2 separate regions of the Ovis aries genome follow, and region 2 is linked to region 1. Evidence: chromatin contacts called from public Hi-C data. All regions are on one chromosome and are shown on one strand. Each heading gives the region's core, a stretch centred on a gene start, on an enhancer-like site or on the middle of the called end of the contact. The rest is flanking DNA. Distances are from core to core; before and after follow the strand shown. Region 1 overlaps MEF2A (myocyte enhancer factor 2A). Region 2 holds the start of MEF2A (myocyte enhancer factor 2A).

Region 1 (4,395 bases), core at 477-2,976:
ATGAAGAAGTTACAGCCTGGTAACTGACATTTAGGGGACCTAAGCCATACCAAAGTATAACTCAGTGCCCCTGAGATTACAGAAAGTAGGATGTCATTCAGTTTTCTCTATTACCATTTCAAATGGAAATCAGATAGAAGACCTTTGGTTAGATCTAGATATTTCATATCTCATTTTATTTCTTTTTAGTTTGTATTTTCTATCCAATCTTAAGTTAGAGGATACTAGAAAGACCACTCAGGCTATACTGGCCTGATTCTTGCCCCAGATTCACTAATTCCTGAGCACTGGAAAAATCCTTGACCCTCTCCAAAGCAGAGAAGACGGTGATCGCTGCACTGCTGCTCGGTAGTGCTACTGTGAGAATCTAGTAGGGCAACAGTAAGAAGTGCTTTGATAAATTAAGTACTTCAGAAATGTAAGATATATCCTTAAATTGTTCTAAGATACTCTGGCCCAAGATTTCTACATAACTGGCTTTTTCTTTTTAAGGTAAATATAGTTATTCCTTCTGATCCATAGCTATTCCCTTGGAGCTGTCAGAAAGGAGAGTTGTTCTAGAATTGCAAGACTTTTAAAGGCATCTTTATAGCCTGGCTCTAAACGGGCCTTTAGTGCAGGTTCCCGGGCACTCACTCTGGGTCAGAGCCACTCATGATTCTATTCTAGAGCTCAAGCCAATCTGAACAACTTTCTAGATTCTAACAGATTGTGTCTCTGATTGTGATTTGGTTCTACACACAGAGCTCTGCATTTTAATTAAGTTTTAGAATTTGAATTAGCTTAAGTTTTAGAGAATATCAATGACTATTTACAGTTTTTGGTTAAATAGTTCTTAATCAAAAGTATTTTTATGTGCTAGATTTTACAATCTTCAAATACTTAGAAATTTACCTTTGAGATTTTGTAATTGACGGTATACTTTAAGGAATGTAAAAGTCAACATATAACAACTAAATATACATTTCTGTCTCAGCATCAAGTTAAAAATTTTAGTGAATTTTTGACACAGAGATCTACTTTGAGAGAACAGAGATCTGTTCTCACAAATTTTGTCACTGAAACTTCAAGAGTCAAATACTAGGTGAAAAACACAGTATGACATGGTCTAGCCTGGCTCTATCCATGCCCTACCCTCACCTCCACGGAATCTCCTAATGTGACCTCAAGATGGGGTGGCGGTGGTGGTGTGTGTGTCTGTAAAACGGTGACACTCCAATATATTGGTTCTACCCATCAAGGCTCATAATCTCAATGGCATTGATTTCAACAGCCACTAGAGGGCAACATACTGCTAGATAATTCATAAATTCACAAGGAAGCATTTATGATTAAATTCTTAAGGGTATAAATAGTGAGATTTAATCTAAGACAAATTATTTAAACTATCATTTGCTAATCATTATTGTATCAGTAAGTAAAGTATTTCCCCAAAAGATACTTAAAATCTGCACATGATATAATCCAACACCACAAGAATTCCATGGCCAAGAGATTTCCATGGACTGTATAGTCCTTGGGGTCGCAAAGAGTCAGACACGACTGAGCGACTTTCACTTTCATCACTTTCAGTGTATTTCAGTTACCCAATGTGAAACCACATCCAAAACTGTGAGAGTGATCACAAAGTTAAAGAATAATCTCTAATTTTAAGGACAGAGCACAGACAACCTTATTCGAAAAGAAACAAACTGTGCAAAACACACCAGCATGCATATATATGTAATAATAAAATGTAAAACGAACAGATGCCTTTCCCCCATGCTTTCATGCAATCTAAACCCCTGTCCATGCTAAAAACTACACATTTTCAAGTCTTTAGTTCCCTTAAAGTCACCTAATTAGCAGCTGACTTTGACATCAGAAGATCAGTTCTGTGAGGTTTGAGTTTTAGTTCCCAAAGAAAGAGCCACTGAAAGTTATTTTTAGTCAAATTTATTTTCTAGAAGAAAAGCCAATAGAAATCATTTGTTTTTGAAAAAAAGTAACAGCTACTATTAAGGACAGAATATCTTCTGATAGAAAAAAAGGAAGTTTATGTATGTTCAATTAAAGACATTCGTTTTAATAAACAGGGAACCCCCTTGTGGTTCAGATTGTCTCATGCAGGATGAAATAATTCTAACTCTGTGAAAAAGGTGACCTCACCAAAAATGATGTAATCTTTTTGAAAGAAAGAGAAACAACACAAGACAGTGTGTTACAATCTGAGGAACTGTGAGGGTGAAGTCATTTTCTAAAAATATATTAATAACTTGGGGAACTATATAAGGTATTTTATATCTTTCCCTAAAAAATTCTTTAACATGTCTTGTGATCATGGACAGCTATTGTTTATAAAGGCTCTATTCCAAAGTTTCCAGAACAAATAAAACAGGTCAAGATACATAATTATGAGTAGAAAAACCACATTCTGCAGTACCAGTGCTTGGTTCAGTTATTCAAAATGTTTGGACAGTATTTAACAGCAAGAAAAAAAAAAATCTGTGTAATAAAGGGAACATTACTCAGATAAAAACACTGAAAAGAATTAGTACTTTCCATATTTTTTTCAATTCCATTCAAGTAGAAACCCACACTCACCAACTCCAATTCCTCTTCCTCCGACTGCACTCAGCACATAAGAGGAATAAGAGAGTTACTAAGACTGTTGGTAGTTGAATATAAAATACTTCTTTAGAAAGCATGTTATCTGAACACTATGAGTTGTTTGGAAATCTAAAGAGATGATTACATAGGCAGTGAGTACAAATATACATTATTTACTGTCTCTGTACCTGTAGCTGACTTCAAAAGACAGGAAAGATTCTTTTAAATTCTCTAGGGCCAGTATTTAAAGACCCTCCTACCCCAGTTTGTTCTGTTCTTATGCCATGCTGTGATAACATATAAAAGGATTTCCTAATTGTAAAACTAGTTTCTGTTTGGACTCTGGAGAACGCCAACGCTGTTTTTTGTTTTTGTTTGTGCAGACACTAAATTGTGTCTAACTCTTTGTGACCCCAGGAACTGCAGCACGTCAGGCTTCCCTGTCCTTCACCATCTCCTGGAATTTGCCCAATACTTACATCTAAATCTTCCCATCCCTACCCTACCTGGTTACACATGTACATTTATCTTAATTAAATTCTGTGGTGGGCAGAAATTATGTTTTCTTTTTTCCCACAGTAACTAACACAGTATTATGAAACAATAAGAACTCAAATATTTGTTAATAAGTATAGTAGTTTTACAAATTTATATATTTATCATTTGCAAATATAATTTTCAAATGAGCATAATAATTTCAATGGAGAAAAGCCACATAAAGAAAATGAGAGGAGAAATGAACTGATAAATCGCCTAAATAAAGAAAATGAGAGGAGAAATGAATTGATATATCATACAGAAAAGAGATGAATGAAACATATTGCTCCTTTTCTTTCTACACATGTAAAAATATTAATATGCTAGAATAATCCAACTAGTTTTAAAAAATTATTTTACTTGAGTAAGTCAAGCTTCTCTGTCAATCTGCGAAAGGTATCTTTATAAGCATCAGCGATGCATGAAGTCCCAATCTGAAAGCAGGTTTATCTGCAGACAACAGTGTGAAAGAGGAGTGAGGCTCATTACTGACTCTGAAAAATAACTACCTGGCCTATAAACTGCTGTTTCAAACATGGCAAAATCCTCTTCAACTGTTCTGTTATAGATATCTTCACCCATCTCCAACTGTTAAGACACAACAAAATACTATGGGTGTGTGTGTATTCAGTTTTCACTTTAACTTACAGGGGTAACAGTGTAAATACTGATAGTTTCTGGGGCAGATTTTAGAATTTCAGAGATGCTTCATGAACTCTTAAAAAAGACCAAGATAACTGACAAGTTGCTAAATGTCAAACTTGTAGTTTGTCCATCAATTCTGCAGTTTATTACAATTCTTATAAACATATTTCTATGCCTTAAATGAAACTTCCTATAGTGTTTATTTCTGAAGGATAGTGGCAGTATTCCACATCCAGTTCCTGAAAGACAAACCAAATGACTAGGATTCTCTACTATAAAAATCACTTTTTTTCTTTTCATAATCAACTATTATCTGGGGAGTGACATTCTGAGATTTATTAAATGTCCTGTTTCTCCTTAAATTTTTGCTAACTTTAGTACTCATCCATTGACCTTGCCTTCAAGGTCTGCGCTGTCGTATTATAATGGTGATTTGCCATTTCGCCCCTTCTTTCTACATGCATTGATTAGAAGTCTTCTCTAACGAAGAGCTGTCCCTTCTACATTTACTCATTCAATTACTAAGTTAGTCTCACTATTTTGTAATTCTTTGTGTTATAATCCAATAATATTTTTTTTCTTTAAATCTTTATTTTTTCAGCAGTTTAGGCTGACAGCAAAATT
Region 2 (4,395 bases), core at 1,276-3,775, 170 kb after region 1:
ATATTTTCATAATTACTTAACTACTCTCAGAATACACTTCTATATTTCTCTCTTGATAACCAATGAGTGATGACATTGCTGCTTGAATATTAATAAAATTAAACTGCACTGCATCCTAAAAGTAAAATGCAAAGCAATAATGCAACTGCCCTGAAAAATAAAGCCTCACCATTCAAAAGCCTCACCACCTCATCTTGAAAAGATTATTTCTAGTTCCATTTACCAAAGCAAAGGTCTTTGTCACAAGTACTCCCATTAAGGAAGCATTAAAAACTCTTAACAATAAAGATCATTCTCAAGCTTTAATTCAACAGTGATATTAACAATTATTACTTCTAAACCCCAAAAAGCTACTTTCCTTCTACGGAACATCCTCCACCACTCAATCACTCATTACCCTAAACAATTTAGTGGGGAGAAAAAAAAAACTTCCTAGGAAGTAATTTAAGGAGTTAAACATAATTTTATCATCCTTTCTCCAAGATGAATAAAACCATTATATATAACAATAGTGTGAATTAAATAATTGTGTTTAGAGAGATCACTACTACCTCACAATGGCTTTAGTAAATAAACTTTCACTGGAAGCACTCTTTCAGGTATTTTCACTGCAACACCATTACCACAACTTTTTACACTTTACTACACTGCTCAGTGAGAATTAAAAATGATTTCAGAATCGGTTAGTGCATCATCATACAGAACTAGACACACAACATGCGTTCATTGTTTGATATAAAGTCTAACTAAATTTGTCATCCACTTTAGTAAAGACACTTTTGACTTTTTTCCTAAAACAAAAGCTGCCATTCACAGGAAAAGACATGAGTAAAGACTTATAACTTCAAAAATGAACCAAACCAAAAGATGTACATACAAAAGTCATAATAAACAAGGGTTATTTTATCCTCATTTCTTAAATTCATACTAAAATAAAAGCCATTTCTGTGTTTGCAGGAAAAAAATCTTTAAGCTATTTTGTTTACCTTTGCCACAGACTGTACAAGTACTGCCAAGGTAACACAGATTTTAAAACTGACAACTGGAGTACTTGGCAGTTGCCAAAACAACACAGCTGGATTCTTAAAGGAAAAGTGCTCTTGTGTAATGTACACCTAATTACAGCTTTAGGGAACCTTCTCTCTATTTACAAAAAAAAAAAAAAAATACACATGGAAAACATACTGCACTAAAACTTGACAATTTTCAGACAATATTTTTTTAAAAAATACACGTAACTTAACACACCACAGCAGGCCTTTTTAAAAGCACACTTATTAGAATCACAATCTCACTATAAACTAAAATGCAGGTTAACATTGTGCTATGACTCTTCAATCCGCACATGGATCCCTACCGGATCCTGACAGGATGCTCGCTTCTTATCTCAGGAATCAAGTCATCAGGTCTGAGGACATTTTTACAGTGACACTTAAAGGGGGGGGGGGGGCGGAGAACACAACAACTTGTTTTTTCTAATGCAGAAACGCTCACCATTTCCAAACTTGTTACACTATCTCACCTACTAAGGGATCCTCATGGATCAAAGACAGACGGAATCGAACTGAAGGACAAAGTTTCCATCACAGAAAACCTTCCCTGCGAGCCGGGATCTACTTTGGATGGACGTCCGGGGGGCAGCGAGCGGTTCCCTACGCAGCCCCTTCTCCCCCGCGACGTCTCCCCGCACCGTCGGGAGTCCGCACCCGCAGGTGCCCCCGGCCCAGGCCACCTTCTGGCCGCAAGTACCGAACCGGCCAGTGACACACACACACACCAACACACACAGAGAGTTCCGCTCCGTTAGACCAACCTTCTTCCAAAACAGAAGTGAGGGAACTTCTTCCAACAAGAGCGCAAAACGCCTCCCGCAGCAGGGGTCAGTCGCTTCGGGGAGACCCCTGCCTCGCACGGCAAGGTTAAGCAAGGGGCCCTCGGGCGTTTCCCCACAGAGAGCCTTCGGACCCCCAGGGAACTCCCTCAACTTTCAAGGAGGCGACGTCCGCCACCGCCCCCCAGCCCCAGACGCGACGTGCGCCCCGGGAGGCTCCGAGCGCCCAGCCCGCGCCGCCGCGCCTCCCTCAGCCGGCCCGCGACGCCCCTCAGCCCTCGGGCCCGCCCTCGGGGCACCCCGCCCCCACCCCCACGGGAGGCGCCGACCCCGACGCGACCACTGCTCGCCGCCTCCCCGCACCCCACCCGGCCCGCCGCAGCGCGCCTCCGCCCCGGCCCCCGCCAGCGGGACGCCGCGCCGCGCCGCCGTCCCGGGGGCCCCGCGGGCGCCCCTCCCGAGCGGCGCCGCCCCCCGCCCCGGCGCCCCCCAGCCCTCACCCGGTCCTCTCGCCGAGACGCAGCCCCCTCGGGCCCCACCGACCCCCACCAACCGAGCCCTGTCGCCCGCGGCCCTCACCCGGTCTCCGGCGAATGCGGGCGGGCGCGCACACGCCGCAGCCAGGGCCCGCCACCCGCGCTCCGCGCCGCCCGGAGCCGCCTCCTTCAGCCCCGGACTCGCCGGGACATCCGCGCACGGATCCCCACACCGGGGCTATTTTTAGGAGCCAGGCCCCGGCCAGACCGGAACTCGTTCAGTCGGCGCGCGTGCGCACTGCCCCCACGGCCCGCTGTGTTCCTCCGCCAGGCTCGCCTCTCCCTGCCTTCCCCTTGCTCCCTCTTTAGCGTCTCCCTTCAGGTTCTCTCTCAGGGCTGAGTTATCCTCCTGGTGGGGCCCAGAGCACTTAGAGTGGGAAAGACAAAGGTTACGGGCCAGGAGAGCCACACCGTGTGAGGAAGAGCACTGCCCCACAAAGGCGCGCGGGGCGGACTATGTTTTTTCGGGTGGGTGAGGAGACGAATCACCCGGCACAGGAAGGAGATGACGGCGGTTTGGCGCCGGGGCAGCGCGCCGGAGCCCGCTTCCCTCAGAAGGACCGTGTTCTCCTGGAAGGGATATTGGTCACTTGATGAGGACTCGGGCGCCTCCCAGGGCGGGGCGGCCCGGCGGCGTCGCGCCCCGCAGCCCCCGCCTCCCCCGCGGCGGCCTCCCCGACCAGCCGCCGAGGCCCAGCCGGGAGCAGCTCCGGTGACGAGGCGTGTGGCGGGTCGCCTAGCGCGGCCGCTCGCGCCGGGCAGCCCGGGGTGCCGAGGGGCGGGGCTCCCGGGGGCGGGGCCGGCGTCGGGGCGCGCGCCGGCGTGGCCGCGAGTCCGGTGCCAGGCGGCGTCGCTCCGGAGGGCCCGGATCTCGCCCGCCGGACTTCTGGAGCCGCCACCGGAGCCCCCCCGCGGGGCGCACCCGGCGCCCCCGACCTCCGCTCGCCCCGCCCACGGCCTCGGTGCGGCCGGTGCCGCACCTGTGTTTTTGCCGGGGCTGCCGCCAGCCCACCTGCCCTGAGCGAGCGCGGTGGGACCCAGGCCGCTGGCACGCCGAGGCAGGTCGGGCCCCCGACCCCCCCCCCAGACAGCGGGACTTGAAGCTGCGTGGAAGGTGGGCGACGCCTTTCTGGGTGGTCAGCCAGGCTCCCTGCGTCCCAAGAGAGACTCGACCTACTAGCCTTTACTACTAGTAATAGTTGCTAGTAGGCGCAGCTGGTATACCTTGAGTGCTGAACGGTGTGAATAGTTTGCATTTGATAGCTCGTCATCCTTACAACATCCCTATGAAGTAGATTCAGTTTCTATTCCCATTTTACATAGGAAGAAAAGGAAGCTCGAGTGCTGAAGTGACCTTCTGAGGTTACAGCTGAAGAGGAGGGCACTGGGCACTTGAACTCCTGACCAGCCTGCGTACTGCCTTTTCTTAGAGAGGTGCGAAGGAGATGCGTTTAGGGAGCTGTTGGTTTTTGTCGAGGGTGGTCATTAGGAGGTGAGCCGTTGTGGTCTTTGCATCGTGAAGGCTGTTCGCCTGGCGTTTCTACAGCCACACTGCCTATCTCTGCACCTATGCAGTGGACACAGAGCCAAATAATTATATTCGTTTGAAGATGAAAAATTCATTCCCAAGGCACTTGAAAACAAAGTGGTTGGGGTGAGTGAGCAGATTCGCAGAGGCTATGGGTAGAGGAACTGGGAAGTTTCAAAGGAAGCTGGAGACTAGCAGGCTTCCTCCCTCAAGAACAAGGCAACCTGCTGGGGAGAGCCCAACACAAAAGTGGCACACAAACACCAGCCACAGGCAGATTAACCTGGAGTTCTGCTCAGAGTTCCACAATGTGTTCAGAGGAATCAGTAGCAGGAAGGTTTAAAGAAAAAAAAAAAGTGTTAGAATTTGGTGTGACCCTGCAAACCATGTGGAAATGCACACTTTTTAACCTGCCAGAAGCTGCAGACCCAGCTGGATTTGGCTTCTCTGCTGCAAGAAAACAGTGTTGAAAAGTTTTCCTTCAGAAAATGGTGCGGTGG

Evidence for each region. A called contact is a pair of places that touch in the nucleus more often than the background predicts.
Region 2: a Hi-C map of hypothalamus shows a contact between it and region 1, with 2.8 times the contacts expected there. The contact joins the promoter of MEF2A here to the enhancer-like site in region 1. A contact is called at or near these places in 2 of 16 Hi-C or Micro-C datasets (hypothalamus and liver).

Annotation. Positions count from the first base shown.
Region 1 is chr18:6,278,750-6,283,144 of ARS-UI_Ramb_v3.0, forward strand. It overlaps MEF2A (myocyte enhancer factor 2A), which reads right to left. Exons shown (of 11, transcript XM_060401555.1): 8 at 2,584-2,607. Among named protein-coding and RNA genes, the nearest start is that of LYSMD4, 57 kb to the left of the region's middle. Within about 2 kb of position 1,727, at least 13 of the 54 cell types and tissues checked have an H3K27ac peak or open chromatin away from gene starts, as enhancers often do. A contact at or near this core is called in hypothalamus, where this site is marked.
Region 2 is chr18:6,452,083-6,456,477 of ARS-UI_Ramb_v3.0, forward strand. It overlaps MEF2A (myocyte enhancer factor 2A), which reads right to left and starts at 2,526. Exons shown (of 11, transcript XM_060401555.1): 1 at 2,411-2,526.